Linked DNA regions of Danio rerio: region 1 is linked to region 2. Evidence: chromatin contacts called from public HiChIP or PLAC-seq data. All regions are on one chromosome and are shown on one strand. The core of a region is the stretch at or near the end of the contact, and the rest is flanking DNA. Distances in the headings are between cores, read along the strand shown. Region 1 holds the start of tor4ab (torsin family 4, member Ab). Region 2 holds the start of zgc:158343.

Region 1 (6,787 bases), core at 1,139-3,638, 85 kb before region 2:
CTGCACATGTATTTGTAAACATAGAAGGGGTCAGGCTTTTGTTGATGATTTCACTTTTATCTAAAGCTTTAGCAGTCATGCAGCTGCTTTATCCCAGAGATATCCAATGGCAGAAGTGCGAACCCGTTTACACTTTTAATTACATTACAAATTCTGTGGATGGATCAGTCTTGTGAACAACTTTGATAAAAACATGGAGGAACATATTTACATGTCGAGATGTATATAATATGCACTGACTGGAGCACTGCTTTACTTCACGTGCTCATGCGTCAAGCAACTGAAGCAAGGTAAACAAACAGCGATTTATCAAAAGCATTTTATAGATTTTTTTTTACAGTTGACATTAAGACGGAACATGGAAACATTTTCTGACTAACATCTAGCAGCTAAATGTGTCTGGAAAAATATTCTAAAGCTTTTATTTTCATTAAAAAAAGCATCTGAATATTTTGATTGGCTTGAGTAGACATCTCACGTCTGAGCTTTCTAGACATGAACGCGTTCTTTCCGGCAATTTCACTTCACACAGCGCAGCATTTGCAAATGGGCTATATGCACAGCTAGAGTTTTAAAGCCAACGATAAACATCCGGTGAAAGCTTAATGTGACTATTTCCAATTTCACAAGGTTGTTTTTTACAGCATCGATGCTGTTATTACAATACATGCAGTTAAATAGACTTAAGCTTTCATTCAGTTGTTCAACCACGAGATGAAAGACTGTCAGTAGCAACAGGCTAGCACAGAAATTCCATTGAAAATACTGGGGTAACATAAACTGTCATATTTTAAAGACATGGCGGGGGGAAATGGAATTTAATGCAGTGTGATTGTCCAATCTGAGACCCACTTTAAAAAAAATCTGAGGTACTGGAAATAAACCGTAAAATAACAGCCGTTAAAGGACAGAAATTTGCTGTAAAATAACAGATATTAAACTACAGAAATGTCCTTAAATTAAAATCGCTGGACAATTTCTGTAATTCAACCTCAGATATTTTACAGTAAATTTCTGTAATTTAACGGCCGTTATTTAACTTTTTTTTCCCAGCACCCCAGCTGCCGGAATAACATGTAAAATTACAGATTTATTTTTACAGTGCACTTTAAATCGTATCTCTATTAGACAGTGAAGATCGCTGATTTTGTAAGAAATCAGAACTTAAACGTGAAAATTTTGTAATGGAAAGACAGTGCACCAGAAGCTCTTGAGCTGCCTGACTATAAATTAAAAGTCTGTGTGCATATAGCCCATTATGGGTAATGGTACAACTTTTCTTTCTGGAAAATTTACCAGTATTTTCGAAAAGAACCTGTTCACACAAACAGACCTTTCCAGAAAAATGCCAGTAATTTTCCGGAAAGAAAGGTCTGTGTGTGTGAAAGGAGCTATAATCTTTGATTCATATAATATGACCATCAAAGAATCTTAGAATCATAAAATAACATACTTTTTAAATAATAATAAAATCACAGAATCTAAGAACCTTGAAATTGTAATCTTTACATTCCACAAAAGGCTCTTTATTTAAAAAAATAATCCTAGCAAAAATGGTTGTCCTATAGCAGGGGTGTCCAAACTCTGTTCTGGGGTACCCCATAGTATACCTAGAAAGAGCTTGATTAACTGGTTCAGGTGTGTTTAATTGGGGTTGGAATTAAAATATGCAGGACACCGGCCCTCCAGGACTGAGTTTGGCAGCCTGATCTAACGAGGAAAGTATTTTACGTTTTGTCAGTTTAGTGGTTGATTCAGTCGTACAAAAATGTACAATTTTAAAAAGGAGGCGTGGCACCCAACCCCACCCCTAACCCCAACCATCACTGGGGGATGAGCAAATCGTACTAAATTGTATGAATTAAATCATACGAATTCAATTAGCCACTAAACCAAAAAGTTACGAATTGCCAGGAGATTGTGTTGATTTTGCGTTGATTTTTGTCCTATAGCATCACTGAGGAGAAACAAAAACGCTTTTCAAATCTTTGCTTTTAACAGTTTAGAGCACTAACTTAAATATTTCCATAATCTTATCCAAACTGTGCATATCATGATTTATTCTATTCCAGTTTACTGTCTGAAAATAGCTTTAGAACCCAGACCAGCATTTATTATAAGAAAAATACAGATTGTGCACGTACAGACTTTTCCATCTGCACGTGACACCGCAGTTGTACAGAGACCCTGATGTTGCTGTATTTTTATTCCACATCATTGCATAAGGAAAGGCAAACATGAAAAAACAGACATGATGCGACGGTGGAATGAGGAGGCGGAGCTTAAACCCACAGATGATGGACTGATTGAAGCCCTATTGGACAGGTAGCAGACAGGTGGACACCAGCAGTCAATCGCATATCAGATATCCACATCAAAACGACCATATTCAAGGAAAACACCAACACTCTAGAAGAATCCAGCAAGTTGACATCACGTCTGATTTTGAAGGTAATAACCCGTGTTTTCTTTCTCATCTGCTTGTTTTTTGGTCTGATCTTCTTGATTGTTGATGTCTCGTGTTTCTCTTTATCTCACTAACTTATGCATGCAAGATAAAGGGCCGTATTTCACTGGTATACAATCAGGCATCTGACTTTGATGTTAAAATAAGAAGCAAAAACATGTTTTGTCTGTATTTTAAGATCGTGTCTCTATATGCAGTTTTATACTACTGTTTCTGTGTAGCACAAGCACATTTGCATGGTGAGGTTTGCATAACTGACCTCAGAGCTGTATGCAAACAAACATCATTCTCAGCAGTATCTCTATAGATAAGACACAGTGATGCTTTCATATATATATATATATATATATATATATATATATATATATATATATATATATATATATATATATATATATATATATATACTTTCCGGATGCATATATATATATATATATATATATATATATATATATATATATATATATATATATATATGCATCCAGAATGTATATCGCTTCACTATTTTTTTTTCCTTTTTTTGATGTTTAAGCCTTATTCCAAAATGTATTAAATTCAATTTTTTTCCTCAAAATTTTACACACTATTCCTCATAATGACAATGTAAAAAAGAGTTTTTGAAATTGTTGCAAATTTATAAAAAATAAAAAAGCTGGAAAATCACATGTACATCAGTATTCACAGCCTTTGCTTAATACATTGTTGATGCACCTTTTGCAGCGATTACAGCCTCAAGCCTTTTTGAATATGATGCCACAAGCTTGGCACACCTGTCTTCAGGAATTTTTGCCCATTCCTCTTTGCAGTACCTCTCAAGCTCTATCAGGTTGGATGGGAAGCGACACTGTACAGCCATTTTCAGATCTCTCCAGAGATGTTCAATAATATTTGGGTCTGGGCTCTGGCTGGGCCACTCAAGGACATTCACAAAGTTCTTGTGAAGCCACTCCATTGATATTTTGGTGGTGTGCTTAGGGTCATTGTTCTGCTGGAAGATGAACCATCGCCCCAGTCTGAGGTCAGGAGCACTCTGAAGCAGGTTTTCATTCTGGATGTCTCTGTACATTGCTGCATTCATCTTTCCCTCTATCCTGACTAGTCTTCCAGTTCCTGCTGCTGAAAAACATCCTCACAGCATGATGCTGCCACCACCATGCTTCACTGTAGAGATGGTATTAGCCAAGCAGATGGTATCTGCTTTCTCAAAACGTAACGCCTGGCATTCACTCCAAAGAGTTCAATTTTAGTCTCATGGGACCAGAGAATTTAGTTTCTTATGGTCTGAGAGTCCTTCAGATGCCTTTTGACATATTCCAGGCGGGGAGTGGCTTCCGTCTGCCCACTTAACCATACAGGCCTGATTGGTGGATTGCTGCACAGATGGTTGTCCTTCTGTAAAGTTCTTCACCCTTCACAGAAGAACGCTGCAGCTCAGACAGAGTGACCATCAGGTTATTGATCACCTCCCTGACTAAAGCCCTTCTCCCCGATCACTCAGATTAGATGGCTGGCCATAAAACCATGAACTACTTCCTCTCTGTCTAATTCTTGCAATATTTTTGAGATGGTGGTATTTGGATTTAGTTGCTGCTTTGACATGACTATTGAAGCTCAGATCTGACTCCAGAATCACATCAAGATTCTTGACCTTTTTGTTGTTGTTGTTGTTTGACCTTTAGAGCCAAGATACACATTCACATTGAGAACCTCATCTTTGTTCTCAAACGCAATGACTTCAGTTTTCTCTTTGTTTAACTGAAGAGAGTTTTGGCACATCCAGCTGTTATACATCTGCTTCTGGTTTGTGCATTGTAATGTTGTAATGCAATACCCCCAGCGTACAGTCAGTTATGCAAAGTCATAAACTCATCACCTCTTTTATTTCTCTGCCAAAGCATGTTGAAAACGAGGAAGTAAGTTCAAGATGATGAGCGTATAGGAAAATATATATCAGTGCGCTGTGTTGAAAACATTAGTAGGAAGTGTGTGTGGACTTCAGCACGTATGCGTCTTGAGCAATTGGAAACTCGATTATTAAATATTCTGATGAAAATTTGCTCATGTAAAAGATGCCACCTTGATGACGCTGTTGTTAGGTGATTTTAAGAGCATTGCTCAAAAGGTTTTAAAGTTTCAAAAAAGTATTTGAACACACCCACATGAAAAAAATACTATAGTATTTTATGAGGAGCCGTGCTATAGTTCAGTACTTGAGTTCATTTGTTTTGGGAATTTGATAGTAATTCAACAACTATAGTAGTATTTCCAAATATACTTTTCTACAGCTACAATTTGTACAATTAAAATTCTTGCTGCCTCATTTTTTTAGTTGAATCAACTTAACTCTTCTAGTTCTCTCTACTTACATCAGTCAAACTGAAAGAAATTAGGTTTTAAACTTTTTATAGCCTAAAAAACTTGAAACCTGATTTACTTAAAGTGCCATGAAACCCCCTCGTTTCTGCAGGGTTTTCACACCTCTGCTTTGGAAAAAGTCAGAAAAGTGGGCGTGTCCAGCTCTGTTTAGGGGGGAGTGTTGGAGGAACTAAAGTGGGATGGTGTGGGAGTGTCTTTTTGGGCACGCGCGAGTTTCAGAGTCAAAACACACACACACAGGAGAAAGTGACGGTGTTTATGTGGACATCTGTGGTAGAATTATTTGCCAAATTATTAAATGGTGGATTTTAACTGCTGTTTGGCTCTTTCATTTAGGGAATTAATTCATGCACCTCGCGAAAAACGAGGAACTGCTCTAAGCGTGTATTTTTCATGCAATGTTTGTTACCGCACGGCGAATGAGAGAAAAAACCTTATGCATTTTCCGGAAACTTAGATGCACACAGCAGGTAGTGTCAGAAAGCCGCGTGTGTTATTCCGGTCACAAAATGCGGTGAAAATCCTACACGAGGTTAAAGTTTGGTTGTGGTGCTAACATGTTTAAACTCAGTGCAATAGTTAACTTAGTTCGATACGAACAAACTGAATAAACAAAGAGCGCTGGTCGCTCACTTACCAAATCTGTAGAGACAGGACAATCACCAGCAACTAGAGCCGCGTCTTTATGAAGAGAAGACTACAAGCGAATCCAGATCTCAGCATTTGCAGATGAGAACAGCTCTCAGGTAAACAATGTTCCTCCTTAGACACGTAAGTTATTGTTGTTGAGCGTCGCGTACACTGTTAATCCACACGTGAGACTGAGCTCTCACAGAGAGAAAATGAAAAAACTTAACTGTAGCAAACTATAAAAGCAACACTTCACGCTTGTTTTGCCAGCACAACGTGGCGTCTCTGTCGTCTAAACACTATGACACTAATGAATATTAATGAAGTTGCACAATAGAGCGCGCTGATTGGTGTGAACCAAGCCTTACTCATGCATAAATGCAGCACACTGTAAGACGTTATAAGACACACTCTGGCACAGACGCCCAGTCTGCACGCTGGAATACAACGCTATTATGTCATGACCGTGACGCAGCTTCAAAAATTAGTTTCAAACCGGAAGTACGAATTTGCTTAAAATAACGCAAAAACAACCAATTTACACTTTTTAGTGAAATATAGGTGTCCTAATAGTGTTTTTAGCAGTGTGGGACACATATACGACTGTCAACAGCTCAAAAAATGTGTTTTGGTGTTTCGTGATCCTTTAAAAAAACGAGGTAAATCAACATACATATGTTTGTTTTCTTTATTTTTTTTTCAGTGTACTCAAATACAGTTTACTTAAACTAAGTTATACTACAGTATTTACAATTTATCATTTAACTATATTTAGTACATTATGCTGTAGCATTCAACAAGGTGTTAAAAATGTTATAATATATACAGTATAATACACTTACTATAATGTTAAAAACACTGTAGTATTTTTAATACAGCTTTTCAGAGTGTACTGCATTTGATAGTGTGCCCTGATCTGTTTTATTTTAATGATTAATTAATTCATTCATTCATTTTCAACTGCTAATCCGTGGCCTGGTCGCGGGGGCAGCAGTATAGGAGAGAACCTCAGACTTCCCTCTCCCCAGACATTTCCTCCAGCTCCTCCAGGGGGATCCAGAGGCATTGCCAGGCCTGCTGAGAGACCTAGCCCCTCCAGCGTGTCCTGGGTCTTCCACATCGAGAGAAGTCAGCTGAGGTGGCTCAGGCATTTGTTTCAGATGCCTCCTGGACGCCTAACTAGGGAGGTGTTCCAGGCATGTCCCACCAGGAGGAGGCCTTGGGAAAGACCCAGGATACGCTGGAGGAACTACATCTCTCAGCTAGTTCCCCCCAGAGGAGCTGGAGGAAGTGTCTGGGGAGAGGAAAGTCTGG
Region 2 (6,795 bases), core at 2,701-5,200:
CTCAGAAAACAGTGAGTAAACCCATTGCTTTTAAAGAGATTGGTTGACTTTAAAAGGTAAGTAAACATGTTGCTTTAGATTAGTTGACTCAGAAAAAATTAAGAAAACCCATTGCTTTTAAAGTAATTAGTTGACTTTACTCAGAAAAGTGAGGAAACCCTATTGCTTTTAAAGTGATTAGTTTACTGAGGAAAAAATAAGTAAACAATTTGCTTTTATAGCGATCAGTTGACTTTACTTAGAAAACGTGAGTAAACCTTTTAAAATTATTAGTTTACTAAGAAAAAAATAAGTAAACAAATTGCTTTTAGAGAGTAAGTAAACCTGTTGCTTTTAAAACGATTAGTTGACTTTATTCAGCGAAGTGAATAAACCCTTTGCTTTTTAGGCAATTGGTTGACTTTACTCAGAAAAGAGTGAGTAAACACATTGCTTTTAAAGCGATTAGTTGACTTTACTCAGGAAAAACTGAGTAAATGCATTGCTTTTAAATTGATTCATTGACTTTAAAAGGTGAGTAAACCTGTTGCTTTTAAAGCGATTAGTTGACTTTACTCAGAAAAGAGTGAGTAAACACATTGCTTTTAAAGTGATTCGTTGACTTTGAAAAGTGAGTAAACCTGTTGCTTTTACAGCAATTTGTTGACTTTACTCAGATAAATGAGTAAGCCCATTGCTTTTAGAATTACTATTTTACTTTACTCAGAAAAAATAAGTAAACAATTTGATTTTATAGCGATTAGTTGACTTTACTCAGAAAAGAGAGTAAACTTATTGCTTTTAAAGTGATTTGTTGACTTTAAAAGGTGAGTAAACCTGTTTCTTTTAAAGTGAAATCGATAAGTAAACTTTACTTTGAAAAGTAAGTGAACATCACTTTTTATATCACTTGCACTGAACATTTTGTGTTTAGTCTAAAAACTTTTCCAGAATAAGAATTTTTTAGTGGGCTGGAAATGTTCAATGGAGGTTCTTGAAGAACTATATTTTCTAGGAATATTCAAATGTACTTCATGTTAATGTTTCTTTGGGAAACCGAAAGGTTTGAATAGCAAAACACAATTGTATAACTTTCATGTGTTAATTGCAAACTCAGATAAAAAGTGGTGAGTTTCAGACTAAACTACGCCATAAGTGTTCATGCTTGACCAAAAACATTTTTTCTCATGTAAGATAAGGCTTGAGAAATAGTTATTGCGTCCTTTATCAGAATGTGGGAAACAAAACTCTACCGTGAAGATCAAGAATTAGGTGAAGAAATTGGAGTTAAACAGAATTTCATGGTAGAAAGTGTAATTCCTCATTAGAAAGCAAAAAAAAAACAAAAAAAAAACACGTTACACGAACAGCATCGAGCATTATATTCAGACACAGTGAGTATGATTGCATGCTTCAGCATGAGTCACTAAAAAATGATGTAACTGAATATCTTAAAGGGGCTGAGGAAAAAAAATACAGATGACTATAACCCTATAGAGACACAAGTCATTCTAAATTTAGCAGAGTCCACACAACTAGCCACAACCACACAAAGATACATGTAGACACACATTTTAGTGCATTTAAATAAAACCGATTCATTGAACGGTTTTATTAATTAAAATAAGAGTTTGGTCACGCATCTTTAGCAATAGAAAAATAATACATTTAAATTTGACCAATTTATTGCAGTAAAAACAACAAACTACACATTTTCAACATTTTAAATTTTTTTAAACTTTCTCTTGATTTTGTTTCTGTTTAAAAAAGTAATTTTTTACTCCAGCATATTATGTTTTTTGCTGGTCTAGTTCCAGTTTTGGCTTTGGTAATGACTAATAATGTACAGTTTATGCACAGATATATTATTGTAAAGCATCATATTGAAACTTTATTTTCAAAGAGAGATCTGTGAGGGGTGTACTCGTTTATTTTGAGCACTTTAATTTATATTTACTATTACATTTATATAATCATTTTTCCACTTTTCTATTTATTTATTTTTATTTTTTACTTTTTGAGAGAAATACAATTGCAAGCATGCACATTTCCAACCCTACATTATATTTATTTTCACTTATTTTTAGATGGCACAAACATATAGCAACAAAATGACCAATAAATGAATAAATAACATTTGACAGACTTTGTGTAGTGTCAAATTATAATTTGCACCATTCTCAGATTAATTCAAGGCAGCTCCACATAGGCTACCACATTTATATTTAATTTGACAAATTTTAAATAAATGAATAGGAAATATTAAAAATCCCGACCGTCTTACAATCATTATAATTCCCTCAAAAAGATCAAACTGTTTACTTAAAAACATTGTGGTACACTTAAAGTGAGGACTTTTAGTTAATGAATTTCCTTTCTGGAAATAAATAAATGTAAAATATAATATAATTTAATAAAATAAAATAAACTATTGTATTGTAAATGTAAAACATAATGATATCTTAATGATTCTTTCTAACCTTAACCTCTCATATTAGTCTAATATCTTGTGTTTTTCAATCTTGACTGAAGGATGTCATTAAATGACTTTTAGTTAATGAATTAAATCTTTAGAAAATAAATAAATGTAAAATATAAACAGATGACAGTCTTAAAATTCACAATATAATTCACACATTTAGACAGATAGAAAAATACAATAAAATCAAATCATTTTCTTAAAAAAAAAGTCTGCTTTGGGATACTTAAAGTGATCCAATGAGGTTTGGTTTACAAAATGTGTTTGTTTGTTTGTTTGTTTGTTTGTTTGTTTTTCACATTACCTCTCATGAAGTTGATCTCTTCATGGCTCTCATTGATTCTCTATCCTTAACCTCTCACATTAGTCTTAAACCTTGTTTTTTTTTTTTTTTTTTTTTTTTTTGAACTCAAAAATCCATCTTAAGGGTGTGATTTAATGATTTTTAGTTAATGGATTAAATTTTTAGAAATAAATAAATGTAAAATATAAACAGCTGACAGTCCTAAAAATCCTTAATTCACACATTTAGATAGATAGAAAAATAGAACAAAATCAAATCATTTACTTAAAGTGATCCAGTGATATTTGGTTTATAAAAATGTTTTGTTTTTGATTGATTTTAAATAACCTCTCATGAAGTAAATCTCTTCATGACTCTCTCAACAATTCTCACTAACCTTAACCTCTCACATCAGTCTAAAACCTTGTAGCCTACTTTTTTGTTAAAGCACAATATTTTCCGTCTTGATTGAAGGTTACATTTTTATTCAAGGGAACATTTTTAGAAAATAAATAAATGTTAAATATAAACAGCTGACAGTCTTAAAAATCATTAAATAATCCACACATTCAGATAGAAAGAAAAATACAATAAAATCAAATGGTTTTCTTTCTACACTTGAAGTGATCCAATGATGTTTGGTTTATAAAAATGTTTTGTTTTTGATTGATTTTATATAAGCCTTCATGAAGTCAATTTCTTCATGGCTTTCAGTGATTCTCTATCCTTAACCCTTTCACAATAGTCTAAAACCTTGGATTATTTTTTTAACCCGATATTTTTTGTCTTTAAGGTTGTGATTAAATGATTTTTAGTAAATTAATTACCTTTTTAGAAGCAAATAAATGTAAAATATGAACAGCTGACAGTCTTAAAAATTTTAGTTCACAAATTTTAGATAGATTAGAAAAATACAAAAAAATCAAATGGTTTTCTTTAAAAGAAGTTAAAATAATCCAATGATGTTTGGTTTATAAAACAATTGTTTTTTTATTTTATATAACCTCTCATGAAGTCAATCTCTTCGTGGCTCTCAGCGATTCTCTAGCCTTAACCTCTCACAATAGTCTAAAACCGTGTACTTTTTGTGTAAAAATCCCAACATTTTCCATCTGAAGGGTGTGGCTTTTCTCTATGGGCGTCTCTTAAAACCAAAATATATAGACCTCACTCTAAAGTTAGAGAAGTCACTTTTGCGATCCAGAGACACAAGAGCAAATACAGCATTCTAAAACCGACCTGAACTAACAATGCTGACCAGATCAGACAGTCTGATTTTCACATTACCATCAAACAACTTCTTCCAGCCACAACCGCAGTTCGGCTTCGGATCGATGATGCCGCGCAACACACAGCCGGAAATCTTCACTTTCGAGCGGATCCCTGAGCCGCAGCAGCCCGGCGCTTTCCCGCAGCGCGGAGTTCCAGTTCGGCCGCGCAAGAGGAACACAAGGGTCATGTACCCAGCCAAAGTGCGCAAATATCTCCCACCAGCCGAAAAGAGCCCGGTTAAACGCTGGCTGCTCATATTATGCATGGTGGTTTTCATGCAGATCTACACCGAGGAGGGATCCGTGGAGACTCCGCAGACTGAGGCGTCTGCATACAACGTGCTCCCTTTCCAGTCTGCTGAAGAGCAAGCTAAACAAATGATGAGCAACTGCCCTGAGGAGTTCATCCAGATGCCATACGAGTCCTCCAGCTCCAGGAACGGGGAGAAAAAGGACAGTTTCTGGCTCCTGAACACTACATGCCCGAGCTCCGTATTGGAGGAGGAGGATTTCACCGCGATCTACCAGCAGCAGCAGCAGAGCCGGAGAAATGGATATGTGGTGGCTCTTCTCTATCCAGTCTATCATAGACTTGGTTCTGAGAACTGAACGAACTCTTAAACAAGTCTGTGGACTTTTTACTCCAAGCCTTTTTGGAAAAACGAGCTCCTGTGGTGCTCAAAACTATAAGACTACGGTGTTTTAGAGCGAAGTGAAGTAAACACAAACTGAGGAGACGTTTGATGGACTTGAATGACGAACAAAAAGCTTACGGAATGATACTTGAAAGGCTTTAGATTTAGCTTACTTGAATATGTTTCGCTTGAAGGGTAGATATTTAGCATAGCCTTGCAAGTAGAGCTGTTTTTTTAGATACAGAAGTCTGAAATCATGAGGACGTCGCGATGATCGTTTGTGTTGCTGAACGCTGAAATAATACTTGAATCTCATATTGACGATTTCCTGTGTGTTATATATGAACATATGTATGATGAAGTATTCGTTAACTATTTATTATTTAATGCTATTTATTGTTATTATTTACTTATTTATTTTGTTATTGTGAAATAAATTGATATTTGCAACTTCAACTATACTTTTCCATTGTCTTCTTTTTCCTTCTCCTTTTCCTGACAAACTTGTTGACAATACAATAGTTTCTTAGTGTCAGTTTGAAACATTTAAGGTAAAAATATTTATATAAAACATTGTATATCGCACATTAAAATAATTATTGCTGCCTTACATTTTTTTTTAGTTGAATCGAATTAACTTTTTTAAAGTAATCTCAACTTTAACTAAAAATATCAAGTTAAGCTTTGTATAACCTACAAAATGTAGTTGAAACCTGATTTACTTTTCAAAAAAAGTTAAATCAACATCAAATATTTGTGGTCTTTACATTTTTACCGTGCACTATAAATACGTGAACATTTTATTCTTCCTTTAAACGTTTAATGATTGATTATGTGCACTGTAAAACCCAACAGTCAACATTATCAAATGAAGTGAGTGTAGTTAACTCAAAATTTACTGAAAGTTAATTCTACTCAATTGAAGAGTTTTGAACTCAGTGTTGAGGGTAATTAGTTCATTAAATGCCTCATCATCACTTTACCTTAAATGGAGCAAGCTCACAGTATATAAAGTAGATTTTTAATCAAATGGTTTGTTGAAATCGGTTTCCTCAAACGGTTTGAGTTGACTTACTGATTTTTTTACAGTACTCAGTTGGTTTGAGTTTTCTTCATTTATTGGGTTTTACTGAGCTCAAATTGCTTTTTTTACTCAAGTGAATTAAGTTCACAGCACTCATTTGGATTAGTTTTTGAACTTAAATGGTTTGTTGCAATCGGTTTCCTGAAATGATTAGAGTTACCTTAACTTTTGTGGTTTTACAGTGTATTGTATATTACACTATAGCTTGAATATCTTTAAAAAGATTTATGATGTTTTATATTAAACTATAAATACATGAACAATTTATGTTTCCTTACACTTTAAACACATTTAAACTTGTGATTTAATCAAAATAATAATAGAATGGGAATATTTGAGTTTATTAATTTAAGTCCTTTAAATAATCATCATTAAATTAACAGCACTAATCATTAAAACAATTTTTGAGCATTATGATGATGATGAATATAGTGTATGGTGCCAACATATACAAACACAATAATCTCACACTATAAAACCCAAAAAGATAAGGGAAGTTAGGAAGTAAATGAAGCAATTTGAGCACAGTAAACCCAATAAACGAAAATAATTCAAACCAACTGAGTACATTAAAACCCAATAAGTAAAGGCAACTCAACCCTTTGGGGAAGTCGATTGCAACAAACCATTTGAGTTAATAAACTAATCCTAATGAGTACTGTGAACTTACTCTATTTAAGTTGAAGTGATGAGGTATTTAATTAACTCATTACCGTCAACACTGAGTTCAAAACTCTTTTCAAATGAGTAGAATTAAATTTCAGTATAAATTTCAAATTAACTACACTAATTGTTGGGTTTTACATTGCAATAATGTTGTGTTGTTTTTCACTTTGGCCATGATTAAGTTGATATATATTAAATATATTTAAAATATGGCAAGATCTAGATTTACTGGTTACAATTATTGTATAATTTCTATTAATATTAGTCCTTAAACTCAAGTTCAAGTTCATTTAGTTATAAAGCACATTTAAAAGCAGTCACAAGACTGACCAAAGTGCTGTACATAAAACAATGTAAAAAAATAAAAAGACAGAATATAAAAACATAGAAATAAGGCA

Evidence for each region. HiChIP or PLAC-seq counts read pairs in DNA pulled down with a chosen protein or histone mark.
Region 1: an H3K4me3 HiChIP or PLAC-seq map of embryo shows a contact between it and region 2, with 2.2 times the contacts expected there. The contact joins the promoter of tor4ab here to the promoter of zgc:158343 in region 2. A contact is called at or near these places in 2 of 18 Hi-C or Micro-C datasets (caudal fin and embryo) and 2 of 4 datasets of contacts at active chromatin or transcription factors (caudal fin and embryo).

The regions. Positions count from the first base shown.
Region 1 is chr5:10,634,329-10,641,115 of GRCz12tu, reverse strand. tor4ab (torsin family 4, member Ab) reads left to right here and starts at 2,388. Exons shown (of 4, transcript NM_001109861.1): 1 at 2,388-2,451.
Region 2 is chr5:10,550,579-10,557,373 of GRCz12tu, reverse strand. It overlaps zgc:158343, which reads left to right and starts at 3,950. Exons shown (of 1, transcript NM_001080038.1): 1 at 3,950-5,105. The coding sequence starts at 3,992. The coding sequence ends at 4,621.